Regions from separate parts of the Triticum aestivum genome. Here regions 1 and 3 are each linked to region 2. Evidence: chromatin contacts called from public Hi-C data. All regions are on one chromosome and are shown on one strand. The core of a region is the stretch at or near the end of the contact, and the rest is flanking DNA. Distances in the headings are between cores, read along the strand shown.

Region 1 (3,573 bases), core at 81-2,580, 310 kb after region 2:
GCAGCATCGTTTAGAAGTGTAGAAATAATTTTTTTGGACATAAAAACCATGTGTACAATTACCTAACCAGATTTCTCAAGTAAAGATACAGTGTAAATACACACAAGCATAGCAATGTAATACCAAAGATATGTTCTACTTTACCTGTGAAGCTCAGTCACTATAGAACAAAGCCCAGGAAAAGATACTGAAATAGTGTTGAGCTCTATTTGGAGAAGAGAATTGGTTTCTGAATCCAGCATATAATCTGATCGGTGCAGCCCCAGTCGAATATTCTAGTGAAAAAGGTAGCATTTGTCAGTACCATACAGTAAGGACATCAACCAAAATAGGGACCAAGAGACTAGATGGATCTATTAATGTTCAGGCATAGAAGTTGACTGAATAGTAGAGGTGAGGTGAATAACCTCCTTCTTGTTTGCATCCATCATCTTCCTGTGAATATCTAAGAGCCTGGAAGTGAAATCATCAACCTGCCTTGTTCTGAAAGTACAAGTATGACTGTATCAGGCTATCCGCCCAAGAGCTCCACTAAAATCCTTATCAAATTATCAACAACCTGATTCGTCGATATACAGCCTCTAAAAAAGTTTTAAGGAATATCAACACGAATAATTGACATGATTTTGTGAGCTGGTACGCTTCTTTTATCCTGGTCAACTTGCAGGCAGAGGCTGTGAATGAAAACGTGGAGAGGTTAACATGGCAACGGAACTCACTTGGACAAGGAATCCTGCAAGAAATCCCCATCCAAGCTAACACGATCCACGAGCTCGTTGAAAAGCGGGGCCAGCTCGCACGCCTGGCTCCAGAAGGACTCCGGGAGACGCGACGGGAGCAAGGAGATTGGAGCGTGGACCAACCCAACCCCAGGAACTGTTCCTGATCTCTGCAAGAGGACATGCAGTAACAATGAATGTTTGGTCATGGACGATGATATTCCGAGCTCTGCTCGTCGCTTCAAAGTTCACTCATTCAAAGGTTGCGGTCCTGAGCTTGGCCGGCCGATCCAAGAAGAGGTTGATTTCCATGGAAGTTTGAACCGAGGAGGCGAGAACCTTACCGGGTCCGCGCGGTCCCCGACGACGAGCCCGTGCATCGCGCACCACGCCGCCGCCTCCCGCGCCATCTCCTCCACCGCATCGGCGTCCGGCTTTCCCTCGGTGGTGCTCATCGCCGGCAGTGGTGAGTGTTGGGCGCGTGAAGAATTTCTGCGTAGTTTGAGGTGGTATATTCTGAATTTGAAGCTTAGGTTATCGGTGTGGAGGGGTATGCGATTTCTAGGAAAATGGAGGGGGCGGCGAAGGCGGCAGGGTCAGGTTTGGTCTCTGTAAAGTGTGCCGGTCACTTTCTCTGCTTGGGCAGCAGCCTCAAACATTTTTTTTAAAGAAGTCCTCCAGTTGGAAAACTGATGATGGATTCTGTGGTAATGGACCAAAGCGAATCCAAACCATTCTAGTACAATACTATACAGACTATAAAAAATAAAATAAAAGCTAAATATTAAGTAAATTTAGTTAGATTGCCATGTTATTTAGTGGTAGTACCACACTATTTTGTCTTGCAAAATTACATCGCAATGCAGTTCCATTAGGTTTTCTTCCTTCATATGATTGGGAACCATAGAGGAAATCTTGCATTGTATGGTACAGAAACTGGAAACTGAAAAGCTTACCTTTTTTACAAAGAAAGAACGGTGGTGAGCTATACCACTTTCCTCACCTCCAATTTGTGGTACACAATGAAACAGGAAAGTGCTTTTAGAAAGATACCCATGTCACCCTTCTTAAAAGAGATTATAAACTGAAAAGGGGGATAATTGACCTAAAAGGTTTTTTCTTTTTGTTGAAAGTTGATCATCTCGACTAAATATTCGTGATTAGGACCATGTACCTTTTTTGTTAGACTAGCTTGTCAAGATAATCCCGAATATTCGGCTGCCCCATCCCAATGGCATCATGCATGACATGACCAACAGATTAGTGTCTCGATTCACTGAATCTAAAAAAAGATGCTGCACCCCATTATACATACTACCAGTAAGATGGAAGAAAAACTTTCCAGTGGTAACAATATTTTGACGGGACAAAGAAAAAAATCCAGGTGTCATGTTTGGCACGTCTCCAGCTTCTCAACGCACATTTGAGCGGTGATCATGGAAATAACATTACAACGAGCATCAAATTTGGATACAATGGAAAGAATCCAGGGGGTGTAGAAAAATTATTGCTAAGAAGAGAAGACCAAGGATTCGAGATCGCATAGAGCCATGAAATCTAAGCTCAGCATACAAACTTGTCTGACAAAAATGATGTACAGATCTGTTTCCCACTTGAAACACTATTTTCCTCAATTATATAAGAACTAAAAGAGAACTTCCAGCACAGCTCTGGTGGGACCAAAAAACCGTTGAGGACCGTGCCTGGCGATGAACACTGGCAATTATAATTCTTTTGGCAAAGCTGCAGAAGGACATTTTCCTAAGGTATTCCATAGTATGTAGTCTCCAGAAGAGGCCTGCCAAAGGAGAGCAATGTTATCAAAGAGTATCTTGTATTGATGGTGATATTTCGCCTTTCCGCACAGGGGTCTCATAACCGATTAGAAATAACACAGCAATTGAAGTGCAATTTATCTGCTTCGATAAACAGATCAAATGGCTATTTGTGGAACAAATCTTTTGTGATGTTAGTCTAGCATAAATTATATTTATGCTCAAGGTGTGTGTTTACAGATCAAAAATATCATGTCCCAGGGAGGAAGTGGTGATAAGCAGGGATGAAGAGGGAAAAGGCAAGTACGCATCAACTAGTCATTCTTCTGGGAAGCCAGAGTCCTGCACAGGCTGACCTCCCCCACCCCCACCCACACACGCTGATGCGTGTGCCTCACCGCCGCAGCCTGTCCAAACCACCTCCTCCACCAAGCCACTGCCATGGCCGACCGGTCGTCCCCATCATGGGCTCAGGGCTGCACTTCCACGTGCCGAATTATTTCAGGCGACTTGCGAACAGGGAACACGACTTTATTAATAGTGTGTGCAACAGAAGCTAGGAGGGTGCTTCGCATCAGATCAAAATACTTGTAGTTAGTTCAGCAATAACAAAGTAAGGTAATATTTTTGCATAAGCAAACCCATGCATGCACTGTACGATTGTACAATTCTGAGGTTCTCGCCCCCCACCCCCGCTGGCGACACGAGGGTAACCCTAGCCGCCGGGAACCCTCCCTCCGCTCAACCCCCGCGTCGTCGCCGCCGGTCCCTAGGATGGTGGCAGCGGGGTAGCCCCCCCCCCTCTCCCGAGATTCGTTCTCGGGCAGCCTGATGTCTCCCTCCGTCGCCACCCCCCCCCCCCCCACACACACACACACCTTGTCGGCCTGGCCAGGCCATGGTGGGTGGTGTCGCTGCTTCCACCCCCCGTGCGCTCCCCCCCCCCATCCTCCCATCCTCCCCGAGATCCAATCTCATGAGCACGGTGCCCCCTTCCGGCTGTCCCACCCCTTGCCGATCCAGCCGGCATCACGGCCTGGAAGTTCACCTCTGCAGCCCACCCTCCCTCCCCGTGGACG
Region 2 (3,378 bases), core at 185-2,684:
AAGCATGTCAGAGCAGCGCCCAGCACTCACGGCGACATGGAAGTGCTCTCTGAACTACAACCCAGAATAAAAACATGCACAGTTTTCTCTAAATGTTAATATATGCATGGTTTGACAATTCTAACCCAAACAAATAACTCAAAATCAACCCATCTGGATCATGGACAACACATTTAAATCCTAATTAATCAGCGTAATCATTCTTAACAGTAATCCACAACTACAAAACCAAGAAAAACCTTAGTGGACCTAACAGGCATGAGTGATTAGCAAAAAGGGGAACGGGATTGACAGAGATAAACACAGAAGAGTGAGAGACATGAGATCCTCACAATAGCAGCACCATGTACAACGACTTGCATCAACGGCTTGCCGCTCAGCTGGCGGACAACACATCCAGCTCTCACTACATTGAAGACTGTTGGTTTCCTGTATGGAGCAGCAGGAAAAGGGGATCAGAACCATGTGTGTATGGAGGTCTGTGAGAGAGAGGAAACCGATGCATTACCTGCGTGCACGCAAAAAACAAGGACGATGGCAACACGATGATGAACCCTACGGAGCAGCGGCGTGAGCATGTGCTACTCCGGCCGATGGCGACGGCGCCCATCATCGCTGTCGTGCTCGACCTTATGCACACGCACGGCTAGGGTCTGTACCCTGCTCGTGCCCTCGCTCGACGGCCCCGCTGCTCCGTCAGTTCCGACGCCTCGTCGCCGACCGCCGGAGAGGAGAACGAGAGGACGCGGAGGAGGAGGGTGGGCATGGGAGAGGACGGGAGGAGGAGGGTGGTCCCGACAGATCGAGGGAAAAGAGCACGAAGAGAGGGGCAAGAGATCCACGCCATGGCCGTCGCCTGGCCCAGCTTGAGGTCGAGGATGGGTGCCCAGGCGAGCGGCGGCGGCCGGCGGCGGGGCAGGGAGGCGGGAGTGGGTTAGGGTTAGGAGGGAGAGAGAGGCGAGGCGCGAGGAAGAGGAGAGGGGGCGACGCGAGCGCGGGCGGAGCAGACGGGCGCGCCATGGGTCGTCGGCTCGACGAAGGAGATGATGGCGGCGGGGCAAGGAGGCAGGCGCTGTTCTAGGGTTTGGAGGGAGAGGGAGGCGAGGCTGGAGGAACGGGAGGAGGTGGGCGGCGCGAGCGCGAGCGACGGCTAGGTTTTTTTTTCCATGGGAGCCACCCCGTTTTATACGTGTGTGTGTGTGAAATGACAAAAATGCCCTCGGCGGCCATCCAGTTTTACAGGCGGTGGCACGCTGGAGCGTCACTATTCATTGTAGCAGCGGCCAAGGTCTTCCAGGAGTGAGATCCGACGGTCCACAACGCATCAAAAAACCGATCCGACGGCCGAGATTGGCTGAGCTCTAAAAAGGGTTCTCCCAACTAACATAGTAATCTGATTCACAATCGGCGACAAGGTGCGAAAAAACCGAAGAGACACGTGAGAAAGAAAGCGCTAGAAGGGTTCTCCCAACTAACATAGTAGTCTGATTCACACGTGAGAAAGAAAGCGCTAGAAAGATGGCGAGTGGACACACAACAGCTGCGTCCGTCCGTGGGCCCCGCTTCGCCGGCGCCGGCCGCCGCGGCGCCCTCCTCCTCGCGCTGCTCCTCGCCGCCGCGGCCGCCTTACTCCCAGTAGCCGAGCCTTCCTGCCCCCGAGGTTTCCCTTTCCCCTTTCAGTTTACTTCTGCAGTTCTTGGAACTCCCGTTCTCGTCGACACTTCACATTTACTCGTATTAGCCAAGATCATATTTAAAATTTACAAACTGATCTAAGTTCCGAGTAATTTTGAAGGTTAGCTATGAGCTTAAGATAGCAATGAGATATTAGTCAGTTCGAGCCAGTTCAGCACCAGATCTAAGTGTCTTACGGTACCTTTGTCTAGCAAGTACACCGGAGCACTGGATAACAGTCAGTTCAGTTCTAGCAACTGCTAACTAAATGCATCGAGTTCTAGTCATCTAGTGTATCTACCTACCCAAGCTAATCTCTGTTCTAGCAAGTCTTTCTAGTGTATGCAGCCAAACTGAGTTACTGATCTCAGTTCTACCAAGTGCTAACTATATCTACCGTCTTATCCAGACAATTCAGTCGTGAAAGATATAAACAAAATGCACCAGAGCAACTATGGAATTGGAGGATTCTCGCATATAACCGTTGCCGGTGCGCTAGCTCACGGCATGAAGGAGGTAAGCAATCAATCCAGGAACCAGACTGTACTTGAGTTTCTCCCATTTCGTGTTGCTATGAATTTATGCAGACCTTTACTTGCATGTACTCATGTATATACATGGTTTCTTTGGTTCATCTGTATTGGAAAATGTGCCGATCTAAGATGGAGCTGTTCTTTCTTGTTTATTATGTGAAATGCTTTCCTCTAGGTGGAGGTGTGGCTCCAAACAATTAGTGCCGGCCAGAGGACACCTATCCACAGACACTCGTGTGAGGTCTTTGTTGTCCTCAAAGGGAGAGGCACTCTCTTGCTGGGGTCGACCTCACTGCCGTACCTGGGAACGCCTCAGGAGATTCCTGTCTTTCAGAATAGCACATTCACAGTTCCTATAAATGATCCACACCAGGTAAAGATGATGGATGGCTATCGCTATTATTTAGCACACTCGTAGTCATGAAACCATCGCTAGATTTTAAGATTATGCATGGGAATCCATTTGCATGCTAGTGCTTACACCATGCTCCTTTTGATTGCAGGTTTGGAATTCTGATGAACATGAAGATTTACAGGTGCTTGTGATCATATCGCGCCCACCTGTGAAGATGTATGTATACCTTGCTTGAATGTCTTATCCTGTAGTAGTTGACAACATAAACTGAATTGATTTGCTCATACCCATCACTGTGGAGTAACTTGTGTTGGGTGCTATACACACATGTTGCCAAAACCAACTTTATCCCCAAACCGCTGCTTGTTCAGTACTGAAAAAAAACAGTTTCAAAGGTGGGAAAATGGCATAGTGTTTTATTTTGGACAATTTTCTTCCTTTAAAATCCAACATTTGAAGTTCGAACACAATCTAAGTACCAAGAACCTTTTCATACGTCCTCATAAGTACAACAAAACATCGATGACTTAATTTCCAAATCTTACAAAGTAAATACCCGTAATTTGAAATGAACATGAAACACTGTCACAGATCGCTCGACAGGTCCTCCACGAATCTTCCTCTGATGTTGTGTCCAGTTGTCACACATTTGACATGTTAGTTCGATATGAACATTGCATCTGTGGATGTCAAATACTACTCTAGTGTTTTTTGATATCTGAAATGTTGCTTGTTGTAGATTTTTGTATGAAGATTGGAGTATGCCTCACACAGCGGCGAAGTTGAAGTTCCCCTTCGTCTGGGATGAGGACTGCT
Region 3 (3,327 bases), core at 481-2,980, 280 kb before region 2:
GAGGGAGCTGGGGTGCTGGGGTCGAGTCGCCCACGGTGGAGACGGCCGCGAGGATGCCGGGAGGGACTCCGGGGGAGTGGGGGCACGACGCCGGGAAAACCTGGAGGCTCGCGTCGGACGCGCACTGCCGTCGGCGGGCGGCGGCGGTGCCGAGGAGTGGGAGCGGCCAGTCCTGGCGCCACCCCTAGCTGATGGAGCGGCGCCGTTACCGCGGCCGAGTCCCCTCTTCTTCTTCTTCTTTGCCCCCTGCCGGCCTCGGCCAGCCCCATTGGTGTTGGGAGGGAAAGCTGGTTCGCCTCGTGGGGGCTGGTACCGGCGGGAGGTGGCATTGGGAGCTGGCTGCTGCTGCTGTTGGGGACGTGGAGGAGAGCGCGAGCGACCCCCGCGGACTGGGGAGTGGCTACTGTCTCGGCGACGCTGCGGAGAAGGAGAGCGGCGGCGCTGGCTCCTCCATTCCGCAGTAGGAGCAGGCGAGCGGGACCGGGAGCGGCCCCGGCGGTCAGCCCGACCCGGCGAGCGGCACGGAGGGGAGCGGCGGTCGGAGCGCGGCGGGGATCGCCGGCCGTCCCGTGTCGAAAGCTGCCGGCAAAGGTCGTCTTCGCGGCGCACTGCGTCGGGGGAAGGGCGCGCGGCGTCCCGGCGGTCATCGGCGCGACGCTTGGGGCGGGTCTCCTCGTCATCCCACTCGTGGGGCATAGGCGCGGGCTCAGATGGCGCGGCCGCAGATGGAGGCGGCGCACAGAGCAAGCGGGGCGGGGTGGCGGCGGGGAAGGAGGATGGAGCGACGGCTAGGGTCTCTGGAGCGGGTACTCGAACCCGATGCGATGAGGGGGGCCTAGGGAAGCCGGCAGGAGGCCATATCGATCGGCCCATCGGGATGGCCGGCCCACGCGAGGCCACGGGCGGGGAGGGCCTGCTCGTGCTAGGCGCGGCCCACAGGCCCGCAACGGGCCCAGGCCTCGGCCGGTCCGACTGGGTGCAGCCCAGCCAGCAGGGCAGGGAGGTGGCTGCGAGGGTTTCCCCTCCCGCCGCCACCGCCGCCGCGGCCGGCGCCGGCGCCAGGGACGAGGAGGGATCGAGCCAGGGGCGTCGGGGTGCGAGGCGGGGCGAGAAGCGGAGGGCAGAGGAGCCGAAAGCCGCTATGAATGGCCTGATGGGAGACCGGCGCAGGAGAACCGGAGAGTACGTCGGAGCAGTGACCGGACGGCGCGGCGAGGCTCCGGACAAGTTGGCGATGGCAGCGGAGGCGGCGGAGCGCCACGAGACGCGGGCACTCCCTTGGTCGGACCGCCCAGCGACACCCCACACCGGAGCGCGGCGGCGGCGAGCGGTCCGAGAGCCCAAGGCGGCCTTTTGGCCAGGCGTCGGCGGGGGAGCCGCCGCAGCGCGCCGGCGCGACCGCGAGAGAGGGCCCGAGCTGCCACGCCGAGGTGGCTGCTCGCTCTCCACGCTGGTCACCCCCAGACGAGCCGCGGGTTCCTGGCGCACGATCGGCCGGCCGGCGGCCTCGTCGTCTGCCTCAGCGAGGTCGGCCCAGCGCAGCACCGCGGCCAGCGCGGGGGCCGGGGGGGGGGGGGGGGGGGGCGTTCGAGGACGGGGCGGCCGCGAGGAAGAGCTCCGGCAGCGGGGAAGCCGGCGGCAGGGGCGCGGGCGGCGAGTCGCCCTCCGGGCCGCGGGAGCAGCTGGCTTCCTCCATCCTCCTCCTTCTTTCCGGTATTCACTAGCTGCACAATTTTCATACCCATACAAACATAAGATTGTGAACAACTATTTGCTGAGCAAACACTTAACTTCAAGGTCCTCAACCGCAAACCACCTAAATCTCAAACTGACATTGGTTCATTGCATGCTTAGTTTGTATCATGAACCAGTTTGTTGCTAGGCTGGCAGTTCTAGTGTCCATCTAGGTCTTACCTTCTCGGTTCCTTTCTCGTATATTGTTACGTCAAGCAGTGCATGCTATTCTGATATGAAACAGGATTTACCATGCATGTTGTACCAAGGTCGCAGATATGCCTACAAGAAAGTTCAAAGAATGGATCCATCATCCATCCAACGTGGGGTTCGGCAGTTCAAAACATACATGTCACTTAAGCTAGATCAGGTAACCATGTATCTGAACTTATGATGTTGCTACTACCCTTTCCTCACTGTGGCTGAAATCTTAGCATCACGCTTGTCAGAATTTTATCAACAATAAAAAAACTTACTGCATTTTTTTGTAGCTTATTCATGTTCTGGCCAAAATGGGAATCCATTGTCTGTTAACTCTTGTTTTAGTTTTCTTCTTAACCTAACACCATGCTAGTCTTCTTCTCTAATGCATATTTATGATATACATTTGTATTAGCTGTTTCTTAGCCTCACAAATGGGAGTAGACTGTGAGCTCCTCACAAAGGAGAGTAGACTGTGAGCTCATTTCAGGAGTCTGACTCATATGAGATATAGTATGTCCTTGCATTCTTTCATTCAGTTCGATATAAGAAAAGTGAATAAGTGATGCTGGACGTCTGATGTCTGAAGCAGACATGACCGTGTTGTGACTATGCTTGCAAACTTGCTTTACTGTGACTAAACTTACCTCTTTTTTTCTCCTTTTGAGACCTACCTTCTTTGTCATCTTCTCTTCAGTGGTGAATACCTGACACTATTCTATGTTTGACAGGATGACACGCAATTTCCTTTAAATGATTCAAAGGAGATCCAACGATTTTATAAGTACTACTGTGAAAATTTGAGCAGAACTTCTGAAAAACAGAACTTGTAAGACATAATACACTCATAATCAATTTCGTTTGTGGTGAACTGCTTTAATCACCTTCTTTTTTGTGTTGAAAACTCAGTGAGGAATTGGCTAGATATTACCAAGTGGCATCTGCTCTTTATGAAGTGTTAAGAGATGTAACAAACAACAAGGTTGATTCTGAGGTACTCCATTTTACATAAAATTGCTTTACATAAGTTTTCGTTCACCTGTTCCCTTGGTGAGCTTCTTCAACACCGTCTCCCAAACTTTGTTTTGTAGGTGATGAAACGTGCTAAAGTAGTAGAGGAAAAGAGTGCTCATTTCAAGAGTTACAAGTACAACATAGTCCCCCTCAATTTTCCTGGTTCTGCCGAACCAGTTGTGGAACTCCCGGAGGTTAGTTATAATTCCTAGTACTTATGTTTGCTCCTCCCACTCTTTCTACTTGTTTATGAAAATCTGCAGCAAGTTATGATCCTATTTGTGCTGTAAATGGTGTAGATAAAAAGTGCTATGGATGCAATACGTAACATAGACGGTCTTCCAAAGCCACACATGTCTTCAATGCACAGGGAAGGAA

Evidence for each region. Hi-C and Micro-C count contacts between places; a contact is called where the count stands out from the background.
Region 1: a Hi-C map of leaf shows a contact between it and region 2, with 2.6 times the contacts expected there. The contact joins the promoter of LOC123119862 here to the promoter of LOC123119858 in region 2.
Region 3: a contact with region 2 is called in a Hi-C map of leaf, with 8 times the contacts expected there. The contact joins the promoter of LOC123119855 here to the promoter of LOC123119858 in region 2. A contact is called at or near these places in 3 of 5 Hi-C or Micro-C datasets (all in leaf).

Annotation. Positions count from the first base shown.
Region 1 is chr5D:126,574,797-126,578,369 of IWGSC CS RefSeq v2.1, forward strand. LOC123119862 (glutathione synthetase, chloroplastic) reads right to left here and starts at 1,331. Exons shown (of 13, transcript XM_044539804.1): 1 at 1,064-1,331; 2 at 720-889; 3 at 408-483; 4 at 145-275. The coding sequence starts at 1,174. LOC123119861 (AP-5 complex subunit mu) reads right to left here. Exons shown (of 8, transcript XM_044539803.1): 8 at 2,127-2,517. The coding sequence ends at 2,443.
Region 2 is chr5D:126,260,513-126,263,890 of IWGSC CS RefSeq v2.1, forward strand. LOC123119858 (auxin-binding protein 4) reads left to right here and starts at 1,435. Exons shown (of 5, transcript XM_044539801.1): 1 at 1,435-1,660; 2 at 2,084-2,190; 3 at 2,383-2,580; 4 at 2,711-2,778; 5 at 3,302-3,378. The coding sequence starts at 1,519. LOC123119856 (a long non-coding RNA gene) reads right to left here and starts at 1,148. Exons shown (of 6, transcript XR_006459020.1): 1 at 509-1,148; 2 at 333-429.
Region 3 is chr5D:125,980,265-125,983,591 of IWGSC CS RefSeq v2.1, forward strand. LOC123119855 (serine/arginine repetitive matrix protein 1) reads right to left here and starts at 1,731. Exons shown (of 2, transcript XM_044539799.1): 1 at 1-1,731. The coding sequence starts at 873. LOC123119854 (callose synthase 7) reads left to right here and starts at 1,592. Exons shown (of 42, transcript XM_044539798.1): 1 at 1,592-1,713; 2 at 1,979-2,104; 3 at 2,667-2,764; 4 at 2,845-2,929; 5 at 3,027-3,143; 6 at 3,249-3,327. The coding sequence starts at 1,991.